Linked DNA regions of Gossypium hirsutum: region 1 is linked to region 2. The links are chromatin contacts, called in public Hi-C maps. All regions are on one chromosome and are shown on one strand. The core of a region is the stretch at or near the end of the contact, and the rest is flanking DNA. Distances in the headings are between cores, read along the strand shown. Region 1 holds the start of LOC107956229 (ethylene-responsive transcription factor ERF036-like). Region 2 holds the start of LOC107954911 (probable LRR receptor-like serine/threonine-protein kinase At5g48740).

Region 1 (7,127 bases), core at 2,288-4,787, 220 kb before region 2:
AGCTGTTCGAAAACTACGATCTTAAATCAACTAACCTTGGTAACATCAACTGTGAACGTAGGTCAATGAGCTGTTTTGGAAGCTGCGATCTTAAATCGGCAAGCCTTTATAATATCAGCTAGGAACGTAAGTTGGCACTAACTATTTTGGAGGCTGCGGTATTGAACCTGCGAGCCTTAAGATATTAGCTGGGAGTGTAAGCTCGCGCTAACTATTTTGGATGCTGCGATATTGAACCTGCGAGCCTTAGGATACCAGGTGGGAGCGTAGGCTCGCGCTAACTGTTTTGGAGGTTGCAGTATTGAATCTGCGAGTCTTAAGATACCAGTTGGGAGCGTAAGCTCGCACTAACTATTTTGGATGTTGCGGTATTGAACTTGCGAGCCTTAGGATATCAACTGGGAGCGTAGGCTCACGCTAATTGTTTTAGAGTTGCGGTATTGAACCTGCAAGCTTAGGATATCAGTTGGGAGCGTAGGTTTGCGCTAACTGTTTTGAAGGCTGCGGTATTGAACTTGTGAGCCTTAAGGTACCAACTGGGAGCATAAGCTCGCGCTAATTGTTTTGGAGGCTGCGGTATTGAACCTGGGAGCCTTAAGATATCAACTGGGAGTGTAGGCTCACGCTAATTGTTTTAGAGTTGCAGTATTGAACCTGCGAGCCTTAGGATACCAGTTGGGAGCGTAGGTTCGCACTAACTGTTTTGGAGGCTGCGGTATTGAACCTGCGAGCCTTAAGATACCAGCTGGGAGCATAAGCTCGCACTAACTATTTTGAACGCTGCAATATTAAACCTACGAGCCTTATGATACCAGCTGGGAGCGTAAGCTCGCGCTAATCATTTTGGAGGTTGCAGTATTAAACCTGCGAGCCTTAAGATATCAGCTGGGAGCATAGGCTCGCGCTAACTATTTTGGAGGCTGCGGTATTGAACCTGTGAGCCTTAGGATATCAGCTAGGAGCGTAGGCTCGCGTTAACTGTTTTAGAGGTTGCGGTATTGAACATGCAAGCCTTAGGATACCATCTGGGAGCGTAAGCTCGCGCTAACTATTTTGGAGGCTGTAATATTGAACCTCTGAGCCTTAAGATACTAGCTGGGAGCATAAACTCGCGCTAACTGTTTTGGAGGTTACGGTATTAAACCTGCGAGCCTTATGATACCACCTAGGAGCGTAAGCTCACGTTAACTGTTTTGGAGGCTATAGTATTGAACCTACGAGCCTTAGGATATCAGCTAGGAGTGTAGGCTCGCGCTAATTATTTTGGAGGCTGCGGTATTAAAGCTACGAGCCTTAGGATATCAGCTGGGAGCGTAGGCTCGCGCTAACTGTTTTGGAGGCTGCGGTATTAAACCTGCGAGTCTTAGGATATCAGCTAGGAGCGTAGGCTTGCACTAACTGTTTTGGAGGCTACGGTATTGAACCTGCGAGCCTTAAGATACCAGTTGGGAGCGTAGGCTCGCGCTAATTGTTTTGGAGGCTGTGGTATTGAACCTGCAAGCCTTAAGATACCAGTTGGGAGCGTAGGCTCGCGCTAACTGTTTTGTAGGCTGCAGTATTGAACCTGCGAGCCTTAATCGTCAGCTGGGAACATAGGTCAAAAGCATACAAATATATAATTAAATAACATTCATGCTGTAATTTCGTACCATGAACCTGTTCTCAATCTAATTTTGTGAATAACATGCAAACTAGCATGGATTTCATGACAAGTACCAAATGTTGTCCCTACCTCAAAGGGATGTGCTATACCTTTATTTCACCATATTAATAGTTGTTTAACTAGAGGACTCTATAAGATGAAATTAGTCCCTTGGATTCACTCCGCTTAATAATTAATCACTAAGGATACTATCTCTTCATCTTGGATTGGACTACATGTCTTGTATTGTACAACTATAAAATATATACGTATATTTCCAGCATTTATTTAGCATTTAATGGAATGAAGGGAAACCTAAAAAACTTCATATATCTTAGAAATGCAAAGACAATCAAATATTAGGTTGAACAGTGTACCTGGTGATGAAATACCACATAGGAAAAAGCATAGAAGATGATGACAAAGGAAGAAGTTTAGGAGTGATAGCTTAGTAAACAAGTGTTCATATATTGCAAAGTTCAAACAACCAGGATCTACCGTATGCAGTAGTACATAACATGAACTTCAGCAAATGGGAGAAGTGTAGGGAGAATAACATCTACTATAGATGATTTAGTTTGATCTTACCTGCAAAATGTTAGCGTATACAAAAACCAATTTCGTATACAAAAATATCATATATGAACTACAAGTTCTTTTTTAAACAAAACAAACCAATTATCACCAATCCTGCATGCCATTCTAGTAAAGGATATGCAAAAGTAATATATCCTCAAAAAGTAATGTTATATCAAAAGGCTGCAGAGATCTGCACATGTAAATGCCTCTACTAAAAGGCAAAATGTCTATATTTATAAAAACTTACCATTAACCAAAACTATCAAACAAACAAGCAAAAAGTACCATGCTTAGTAACACTAATTCGGAGATAAAAATGGATATCTCATCAAAGCAATAAGAAACTATACAAGCCATAAATAGTTGTAGGAAGCTAATCGTATCATATGTGCACTCAAAAACATAACACATGGAGTTATACCCAAACAACATAAAGGAAATTGAATTTGAGTGTCAAAGATTTCTTTATCCTAGAACTTTAATAAAATGAACCTCACACAACTAAATGACAAAACAAAGTTTTATTTTTCTGGAAAACGAGAGTTTTAGATAAGGGCAAAACTTTTTCCCCCTTGTTCAAGTCCATCGATGAGCCATCAGAAGTAGTCACCATTCACCAAGATAAATGACTAGAAAAATGGTAACACTATAGTTTCCATAAATCAAGTTTGCAAATGAAAAAAGTAATAGTCGACAGTAGAACATGTAATGGAAGTATAATTAATGCAGGTGCTACTACTATTATAATGTTATTTTATTATTTCAATCTCATTTATTTATTATTAGACATAGAGAAAGTTGAAGCTTAGATCTACAGCATAACCACAGAGGCTACATTACAAGATCTGTAGAATGTATGTACAAAGGCTACATAGTTAAAAGAAACCAATATGATGGATCTACAAAAAAAAAACTATAGAAGCTACAGAGCTGGAGCTTTGCAAAAAATTAGAATACAAATTACTAACAAGAAAAATGTTATTAAAAATTAACACTTTTTTAAGCCTATATCAGTCTTTGATATTTCACCAATGTAATGGCAGATTATAATCAATTACTCCCTAACCATTAAAGAGGAAATTGCAATAGTTAGTTAAATGTTACAAATTAATACAGTGGTCATTGCATTCCAACAAAATTCAACCCAGAAATGAGAAATAATCAGCAAACAGTCCTTAACCCAATTAACTTAATTGAAATACACCGATTTTGAATTGATTATTATTATTATTAGAGCCAATTTTCAGTGTGTGTTTCTTCTTCTTCTTCTTTTTTTCAATTTTTCAAGGGCCTGGCCTGGACAGGTCGTGAATCCATGGGAGATAACAGCAAAGCCAAAAGATCATCAATCAGCAAACACTCGATCTACAGAGGGATGAGAATGAGGAGTTGGGGCAAATGGGTGTCCGAAATTCTTGAGCCCCGCAAGAAGTCCCGCATTTGGCTTGGCACTTTTGCTACCCTAGAAATGGCAGTACGCGCTCATGATGTAACAACTTTAAGCATCAAAGGTGAATTCACGATTCTCAATTTCCCTCACTTTGTAATTTTGCTTCCTCAACCAGTTTCATTAATGCCTCACGACATTCAAGTCGTCGTCGCTAAAGCTATCTTCCGAGTTGAAATTCCTTCTGCTCTTAATATCAATTCCTACAACAACCCTACCATTCTTCAATGGACCCAAGCTCTGACAAGGAATAGTTGATTTATGTCTCTTCTGCATGCTTCTCATCTACTGCTTTTGAACCAGAGTTGAAGAACCCAAAGAATTTACCAGTGCTGGAGAAGATGATGACGGGAACGTCAACATCACAAATAACGGTGAACTCTTCAGGCTGCGTGTTCGATCCACATTCACCGTACCAATTGTTGATACAATTTATCAACAGAAATGGAAAGATCGGAAGAGCCCTAGAAAAAGTGGGAAGAAGGTCCCTAAGTAGAGGCATGAGGAGGATCCCCCAATCGTCTGAAGTCCGTCTCTTTCTATTTCTATTATACCGGGTCAGACGCTGGTCGAATTAACAGACATTTTAAAATTTTTAACTATTAATCGAATCGAATTTAAAAAAAAATTAACCGAATTGAAATTTTTTCGGTTAATAAAATCGGTTAACCGAATTAACCGAAAATTATGTGTTTTTTATTTTTGGTTAAAAATTACCCGAATTACTCAATTAACCGAATTAACCGAATTAATCGAATTAACCGAATTAACCGAATTACCCGAAAATTATCCGAAAATTACCCAAAAATTTCGGTGTTGAGCTTGAGAAAAAATTGGGCCGGGTTTAATTTGACCTAGTTTAGGCCCTACCCTGCAAAATTCGGTTTACCTAATTTTTTCGATTAACCAACCGGTTTCGAACCGATTTAACCGTTAACCGAAAAAATAAAAAAAATTAACCGACTCCCGACCGAATTTTTTCGGTTAACCGACCGATTAACCGAACTCGATCAATTAACCGAAAAAAAATCGGGTTAACCGAATTATGCACAGCCCTAAACCTGGGTGGGATTATTATATAATAAAATATAAATATATAATTTATTAACAAAGTCTATCTCAAATCAAGTGGGAAGCAATTCCTCGGAACTTAAAACAACCAAATTAATCTTAAAGAGGCATGGAATGTGATTATAACATCGATTAAAAACAAACTACGGTTCACAATTGAAGCAAATAAGGGTGAGTTTGGATGGGCGGTGCATTTACTTGCGGTTAGTGTTAAAATAACGGTGGCGGTGAGATTAGATACTGTAGCGATACTGTAGCGTGAGACAAAAAGTAAGCTAAACGCACCGTACCGCACCGCACCCAATCGCCCATCCAAACCCACCCTAAATTAACAAGGTCAATCGACATCAAAAAGGGTGCAACAACTAAGAGCAAAATAGCCAAAAACTTGTAGTGGTGGTGTAACAAAACATCAACTAATTATAGACGCAACCAACAGCTTATTTGGACAACAATTAAGGGCTACTGTTTCGATGAAATTGTAGTAGAGATACGCAACAAAAGTGCAACAATTCTTGAAGCATACGACACAACAAAGAGTAAGTGATAGGCTACGATTTAAATAAAGTAAAAGCAACCATTTGAAACAATAAAAATTTGAAGCAATTGAATGATGGTGGCAAGCATATTGTAACGATCCGAAAGTTAATGGTGTCAGAAAATGCTATGTCGGAATCTTGTTTTTATAAACCGAATCTATTAATATTTTTATTAAATAGTTACGGAGTTATATTGTAGGTGAATTGAATTTTGGATAGATAACTTTATCAAATTTGTGGTTAATTAAGGTAAAAGTTCAATTGACATTAAATCTTTAATTAGAGTTTGGTCAAGGGACTTATGTGGTGATTAAACCACTATAACTTTGATGGTGGACGGTGATGGCTACCGGGAAATGTTTTAATTATAAGTTTTTATTAAATAAAATTTTAATAACTAAAACTTAAGGTATATGTTAGTATAGTGGAAAGAAAGAGAAATTATTTTATCTTCTTCATCCTCATGCTAGAACCGAAAACACCATATCTAGGGATTGGGAGCATTCAGCCAAGGGGTTTCAAAGTTTAAGCCTTCAATTGGTTAGTGTTATTTAGTTCTATTCTTGCAATCTTTATGTTTTTAAAATATTGGGAGCTTAGTCTAGCTAACCAATATGTTATTTTTCGGAACTGTTAAAGTTTTAGAATGATGTCATTGTTGAATCTTTGAATTTTTAGGTATTAAATTGATATATTTTAAGCTTATGAGTGAAAAGGGATTAAATTGTGAAGTTATTTGATAGTTTTTAAAATAGAGACTAAAATGCATAAGTTTTAGAATTTGTGGTATAGATGAGAAATAGGTCTTCAAAGGACTCTAGTGAAATCAGCTTGAAATTTTAAAGTTTAATTGATAATTACTTTAGTTCCGATTTTAGGCACTAAATTGAATAAAATGTAAAGTTACCCAAATTTGCAAGTGAATGTGAAATTGCCTATGTATTGATGAATTATTGTGTTTATATTAATCCTTAGCTAAGGTCGACCCGAATTTCTCAAAAAAGAAAGGAAAAGACAAGGTTGTCGACGAATAGCTCGGAGATTTCGGTTTGTGTAACAGCTCAATTTTAACCGTAATCGGAATAGTGGTTTCGAGACCACAAATTCGAATCCGAAAAATATTTTAATATTTTTTTCTGTGTCTGTGATATTTGAATTTGATTGTGTGAAAATTTCGTAAATTTATTTGGCCGTTTTTGTGTTTAATTTGATAAAAGTACTAAATTTCATAAAATGTAAAAGTTGATAGTTAAAGTGTAAAGTACCTATTTGGTAATGGCTTTTTAACTTGAAGTCCTTAAAGAGCAATAAACCCATTTAAAATATAGTGGACGGCAAGATGGCTAAAAAGCCATGTATTATATTTTACAAATGTTAAAATAGTAAAAGAATAATAATGTATACTATATCATAAATATTAAAAAATAAAGTCATTTTCTTCACCTTTTTCCACCGAAAACAAGAGAAAGAAACTTTGTTCTTCAAGCTTTAGCATTCGGCCATCTTAGGGATTTCAATTCAAGGTTAGTTTGATTTTAGTTTTTGATAATTTTTACGTTTTTGTAATTGTTGCTTTAAATACTTCAAAACCCATGTATTAATTTTGTGAATGGATGATGATTTTGTGTTTTGCCATTGATGAGTGCTTGAGCTTTTTGATAGTTGTTGATGAAAAATGAAAGATATGTTAAAGATTAATATGTTTTGTATTGGAGTTTTTGGTGATTTTGAGTAATTAGGGCTAAATTACAAAAAATTAAATTTTTGAAGGACTAAAATGTGAAATAAATAAAATGTATGGACTTATATGGGTACTAGGAAGATTCTGCCCTTAGGGAGTATGGCCAAA
Region 2 (6,591 bases), core at 586-3,085:
ATCAGATTTACAAAAGAAAATGTTACCTGTAGTTGAGGAAGTCTCAGGTGGGATATCGACAATTTCGTAAACCTCAAGCGCATTAATTTGAGGGTAGAATATGATGCTCCTAAGTGCAATATCCAGATTTATGATTCCCTTCTGCTTAAAATATAGAGTACTGGCTTCTGAGGTTCTTATAGTGAATTCTGATAGCTCAACGTCCCCGTTGATTAATATATCGAAAGAAGCAGACACGGGAAGGATGCTGGCAAAGTAGAGTACAATGTAGTAGTCCCCCAACTTATCTAGGGGTAAGTTATAATGTAACACATCCTGCCGTGCGAGAACTCGAGCAGTCTGCAACACATCCAAAGGAGGGCTCTCTTTTAGACTTGACAAATTGAAGCTAAGAGGAATGTTGAATCCAGGCGAGGAATGGAAGGGTGTATAACTTTGATCAGCATCCCAAATGCGGTCAAATGGGTCTACAGGGTACCTGTTTAATTCAAGTTAAATCACAGATATCCTGATATACAAAACAGAAGCCTTATATGGATAAGGAATAATGAAATGCTTTTACCTCAAGGATCCGTTGGTGTAACCACTATTGATTCGATAACTTTTACGAAGTGACTTGTTGGGAATATCTTCCATGCCACTTTGGTAAGCGGCTCGAGGAAGTGGTCGAACTTCGAGTGATGAAATGACAGGAGCTCCACCATCTGGAATAGCTTGCAAGCAAAATGAGAGTGTATCCTTACTCACTGGCCATAAGAACTCGTCGATCCATGGATCTTTGTGGGTTAGGTTCACTGTGCTAACTACAGCTCTGCCAAGAGACACCGAGAAAGCTGGAGGTTTCTCAAGTCCATCGTAGTTCTTATACACAAATTGAGCCCTCACAAGAACAATGGAGGACATATTCTCTACCGGTAACTTATAGCAATTGCGGCCTCGAGATTCTGGGAAAAATCGAAGTGCAATGCTGGACGAAGAGGAGGTACCTTCAGCATACTCAACGGTAGTTGTGTTGCCTGTGGTTATGAATGTATCATCTGACACCCATTTTATCTTAGATGAATCTACATAACTCTTTGCTCCACCACAAGATAAGCTCAAGAAACCTGTCTCGCAGAAAATCAAATGTAAATCCAACAAATTCAAAGCTTCAGCATTCTGTTTCTGACATTTTGTTAGATCATGCTGTTCCATAGTGATATGAAGATCAGAGCTTTACAAGCAACAAGAAAATGATATTATAAATTAAGAACTAAAGCAAATGTAGCAAAAACAGGCCATTGTAATTAGAGAAAGAATCCAAAAATCGAAACAAATTATGCATACCATCTTGATCACAGAAAGCAACAACCAAAAAGCCGAAGAACAACGTGAAGCTGACCCAGAAGAGCTTCAGGGCCATAGAATCCACTAGCGTCCTAAAATGAAGGAAATTTCTTAGAGTCCCTTAAACCCTTAATGTAAGGTTAATGGAATGGGATTAAAGGGTAATGATTGAATTTTGTCTCAGAAAGAAAGTTAAGGCATGCAAGTAGTGGAGGGGATTAAGGAGACAGGTGATAATGATAAAGGAGGTGGCAACACTGGCATTCATTATTATGGTTGATTTCTTGGTATGGTATATAATATATAGGCACTCCAACGCCACTGACTGTAGCAGTAGTTGAAAGCAAAGCAGCAGAAAGAGCAAGGGAAAAAAATGGCAGCTGCTTCCTCTCTCTCTCTCTTTTCCTTGTGGACCAAAGTCGTTAAAATTTCAACTGGAAGTGGAAACCATGAATCATGTTATATCTTGTTGGCTTTTCGTATAATTTCGTTTTGGGCATTGCATTGCATGGTTTGAAGAGAGTTACAGAAGATGCCCCATACATATTGGGTGGTGAATGTGGAATTAAATTGAAATAGGTGGAAAGGTAATGCAAAGGATGGTTAGCGGACCCGCGTGAGTGCAATTATCACCTTTGCTTGCAAATTAATTTCCCACTCCCACAAATGTATCTTCTTCTTAAAGAAAACCAACCTGCTTTTTTACTTTCATAACCCAAAAACTCAAATATTGGTTTGGGGGAACCTAAAACAAAATGCACCAATGCCATGCATTTAGAAACTCTTTTCTTTTCTTTTTTTAATTTTGAGTATACTGTGTGATTGATAAAAAGATTAGATTTGAAGCAGCTATGATGAAATGTTTGAAGTTTTAATTTACTTTTAACTTAAGCCATGTAGAGGAAAATGCCTTTTACTTTCCCTTTTTGGTTTGAAACCACATTCATCTCCTTGTAATTCTTTCTTTCTTTCTTTCTTTCAAAGGCTTACATCTTACAAAATTCTTAAAAATACAAAATAAAATAAAATCATAAAAAAAATAGTGCCAGGTGACAACTTCTAATTTAATTTAATATTTTTTCATAAAAAAATATAAAAATCATAAAAATATTAAATATGAAAAATATGAAAATTGATATAAAAATATAATAAATGTTAATAAATTATAAAAAAATCATAAAATTAATAAAAACATATTTAAAACATTATAAAAGCTTATTAAAATTCTATAAAAACCATAAAAAAAAGTATTAAAATTTATATAAACTTAAAAAATTTATAAAAAAAAATCATAAAATTTTGAACTAGACTAGATCAGCCGGTTGGAATGATTAGACCGAAATCGACAAGGGTATCGGTTAGGATAAAGCCATTAGATTAGTTGACTTGAGAATCGGATAGAGGTGCTCATGGGCCGGGCCGGGTTCAGGCCAGGCCCATAAAAAAATTCAGCCCGGGTCCTAGGCCAGGGCCCAGCCCGACCCGAATATGGGTCTAAAATTTTGCCCAGGCCCGGCCCGAGAAAAAAATTATAAGCTCGGGCCCGGCCCGGCCCATTTTTTTAATAAATACCAAAAATTTATTTTAAAATTTTAAAAAAATATTTTAAAAATATTTTAAAATTAAAAAAAATTTAAAAAGTATTTTAAAAATATTTTAAAATTAAAAAAATAATTAAAAATATTTTAAAAATATTTTAAAATTCAAAAAATTTAAAAAATAAATATATTTATTATATTGGGCCGGGCTGGGCCCGGGCCAAAAAAGTGGTGCCCGAGGCCCGGCCCGTTTTCTAAACAGGCCTCGTTTTTTTTGCTCAAGCCCATATTTCGAGCCTATATCTTTACCCAAACCCTCCCATATTTCGGGCGGGCCGTCGAGCCGGGCCGCCCGGCCCATGAGCACCTCTAGAATCGGACGATTGAACCAATTTTTTTATTTTTAATGTTTTATTTAATTGAACTGGACTGATCAGTCGAATAGACAAATCGATGGTCTGACTGATTCGACCACCTGTCCGATTCTGAAAATCTTGATTAGAATATTTCATTTTGACATATGTTAATAGTTGGATAATAAAATTTTGGTTTGATAAAACTATTAAAAACTGAAAAATTGGTTCAACCGCCCAGTTCCTAAGTCAACCAATCTAATGGCTTTTCTTGGCCAATATCCTTGTCGATTTCAAACTAACCAGTCCAATTCAAGTTTTTATGATTTTTTATAATTTTTATAAGTTTATATCAATTTTAATTTTTAAAATTTTTTTTCTATTAGGTTTCTTAAATAAGTTTTATTAATTTTATAATTTTTATAATTTTTTATGATTTTAATAAGTTTATATCAATTTTAATATTTTATTTTTATAGTTTTTCTTATATTTTAAAACTTTTACTTTTTTATATAACTTATTATTTTTTACAAAAAAAATATTAGATTAAACCAAAAGCTACCACGCGTTGGTTATCAATTTATTTTAAAGGTCAACTTAAGTAAAAGAAAAGCTTAATTGCATGCGAATTTAATACCGGATATAATTGATTTTTTTGTATTTTATTTAATTCAAATATTAGAAGATGTTATTGACATATTCCATCTGGTCATACTATATTATTATTAGTAAAGGTTTCATCTTCTCCAGTTTCCATTTTTATTTCGTCTTGAAGGCCAACTCCCAAAGATGTATGTAAATCAACCTACACTCCTCTCTTTAGGGTTGAGACTTATGATTAATTAAATTTTTAATGAATCCATTAAACAAGGTCGATATGTCCGAGTGGTTAAGGAGACAGACTTGAAATCTGTTGGGCATTGCCCGCGCAGGTTCGAACCCTCCTGTTGATGGTTTTCTTTTTAATTTTCATTTTAATCACTCAACTTTAATAAATTTTCATTTTAGTTGCTCATTGTTAATTCAATGTTATTGTATACTTATTTTAGTCGCCCAATTTTAATAAATTTTCATTTTGGTCATTCATTTTACCTTTTTAAAATTTAACTTATTTTTTTCTTCTTTTATAATTAATTTGAATTATTTTTCAATAAAAAGGAAAACTTGGGATTTTTTGAGTTTTTGTAGGATTTTTTTTTAGTTTTAATGGAAATAACTATGAATTATTATCCTATATATTGCTAGTGGAGTAAAAGATCATATGTCTTTTTTAAAATATTTATTTTTTTAATATTTTACTATACTTTTATAGAATACTTGTCAATCCCCTGACCTTATTATGGAGTCTAAAAACTCGATTGGTTGTGTGCCAAATATTTTCCCATAATAAAATAATAATTAAAAAAGACACTTGGTATCATCTTAAACTTGTTTGTGGAGTTTTTTACTCCATTGGAGCGAATAATTATCCAAAAACTAATTTATCTTTTTAATTATTTTTTTTAGAATTAATTTTAGTTTTCTCCGGTAAAAGAAAAACATGATATTTTATATTGAATTATCTGCGTAAAATGGAAACATTTTATCTTTTTAATTTTAGTTATTTTTTAGAATTAATTTTTAAATTGTCTTTCTAGTAAAAAGGGAAAAACCGGGTTTCATCATGAAAAAAAAAGATTTTACAATGAATTAAGTTACAAGGAAAACATGAGTTCAGTCCCCACAACTAAATACCTCAAATTTCCTATAAAATCTCAGGAATTTTATTTTTAAGAAATAAATAAATTTTTAAAATGTGAATGAGTGACCAAAATGAAGACTTATTAAAATTAAGGTAACTAAAATGAGTGTACAACAATATTGAATTAACGGGAGTGACCGAAATGAAGACTTATTAAAGTTGGATGCCTAAAATAAAAATATTAATTAACGATAATACCTACTTTGTATTTTTTTTATTTTAGGTGCCGAAAATGAAAATTAAGAGACCAACTGTCTCATTTTTTTCTTTTTGTAAAGCAAAGCAAACATATCATCAGACGAGGGATTTGTGGAGGGATTTGGGAAGAGAAGTGGAGGGCGGAGCTTGTCTTCAAAGGAGGTGCATTTTTTTTCCTCAGAACAGACAAAATCTGGGGTATTTACATCAACAATGTTGATAAGCTACCGTCCAACCAAACCTAGTCCAAGTACAAGGATTTGTGGAAATCGAACCCAGAAGATTGAGTCTTTCTAATGAAACAATCACAAACTTCAACTTCGGGCCGCTGTCTAATCTCCTCTTTCATGTAGATAGAACATTTTTTGTAGCAATCTAAATAATAGGAATTTAATGCACTCATTGGAGATAGAACATATGTGAAATATATTGAAAGGATAACTGTCAAAATTCAAAAATCCCGTACAGAATAAAACAGTGAAACCAAATCCCATACAGAAAGAACTTGAACAAAATTGTAAGAAAAAACTAGCTATCCACTACAAATTTAGTACTTAACGGGGTCAAGCAAGTCTAGTTGTGAACCAAGTTTCTCCTCAGCCGTCTTCTCAGCCTTTACCCTAAGCTTGTTCAGCTGCTTCTTCCTCTCATATGAAACCTGAGCCCTCTCCTTCCTCTTCTTCTCCAGCTCCTGAAGTCAAATCTTATTATTAGACAGTAGAAACATAATCTAAACACAATTTTATAATTTCAAGAAATAACCCTTAGTATAATACTGGGGGCATTTTCCATTAGATCTATATTGACAATTCATTATGCACCAGATAGCCTTGTGCTGTTTGTGCATTGATACCAGTACTCGCAAGACTTACATATCAGAAGGATGATAAAACCAAAGCCCAATTAGACCCACTAAAATGACAAAATGTATAACAATATGTGCATGGGGTAGAATTTCGGATCTTTTTCCTTGGTGCCTAAGAAAATTCATACAGCTTTTAATCGATAACATCCTATCATAAGAAGGTACTAATTCCTCTCTGCAGTTGTTTCACATAATCGTAGTTCCTAAAAGCACTGAGAAAAAAGAACATCCATGCCCAAGTTGATGGATGTTTTTCCTCAACAACTAAGCAAGCAAATATAAAGTTAAATCAACAACTTAAGCCATAGTTTAACCCCCCCCCCCACAGGGCATAGATTGATTAAAGGACAGTCAAGGGCAAAGCAGTGAATGATAAGATAAACTCACCCTGATGGTGTCGTAATGGTTCCATCCAACCTCTGATGACAAGCGGCCCAACAAGCAATACTTGTGCCCTTTCTGAAGTCTCAAGACCCTAATCAAAAGCTATAAGAAAAGATTAGAACAGAATCACGGGAATTGCAATAGCAATAGCAATAAAAATCAAAGAGAGTGTAAAACATAAACTTA

Evidence for each region. A called contact is a pair of places that touch in the nucleus more often than the background predicts.
Region 1: a Hi-C map of leaf shows a contact between it and region 2, with 2.6 times the contacts expected there. The contact joins the promoter of LOC107956229 here to the promoter of LOC107954911 in region 2. A contact is called at or near these places in 4 of 34 Hi-C or Micro-C datasets (all in leaf).

What each region holds. Positions count from the first base shown.
Region 1 is chrD07:31,008,408-31,015,534 of Gossypium_hirsutum_v2.1, reverse strand. It overlaps LOC107956229 (ethylene-responsive transcription factor ERF036-like), which reads left to right and starts at 3,537. Exons shown (of 1, transcript XM_016891950.1): 1 at 3,537-3,926. The coding sequence starts at 3,537. The coding sequence ends at 3,926.
Region 2 is chrD07:30,786,949-30,793,539 of Gossypium_hirsutum_v2.1, reverse strand. LOC107954911 (probable LRR receptor-like serine/threonine-protein kinase At5g48740) reads right to left here and starts at 1,835. Exons shown (of 16, transcript XM_016890601.2): 1 at 1,327-1,835; 2 at 563-1,106; 3 at 27-478. The coding sequence starts at 1,402. It overlaps LOC107954912 (60S ribosomal protein L13a-4), which reads right to left. Exons shown (of 4, transcript XM_016890604.2): 3 at 6,409-6,496; 4 at 5,564-5,847. The coding sequence ends at 5,704. TRNAS-UGA (transfer RNA serine (anticodon UGA)) reads left to right here and starts at 4,089; the gene lies at 4,089-4,170.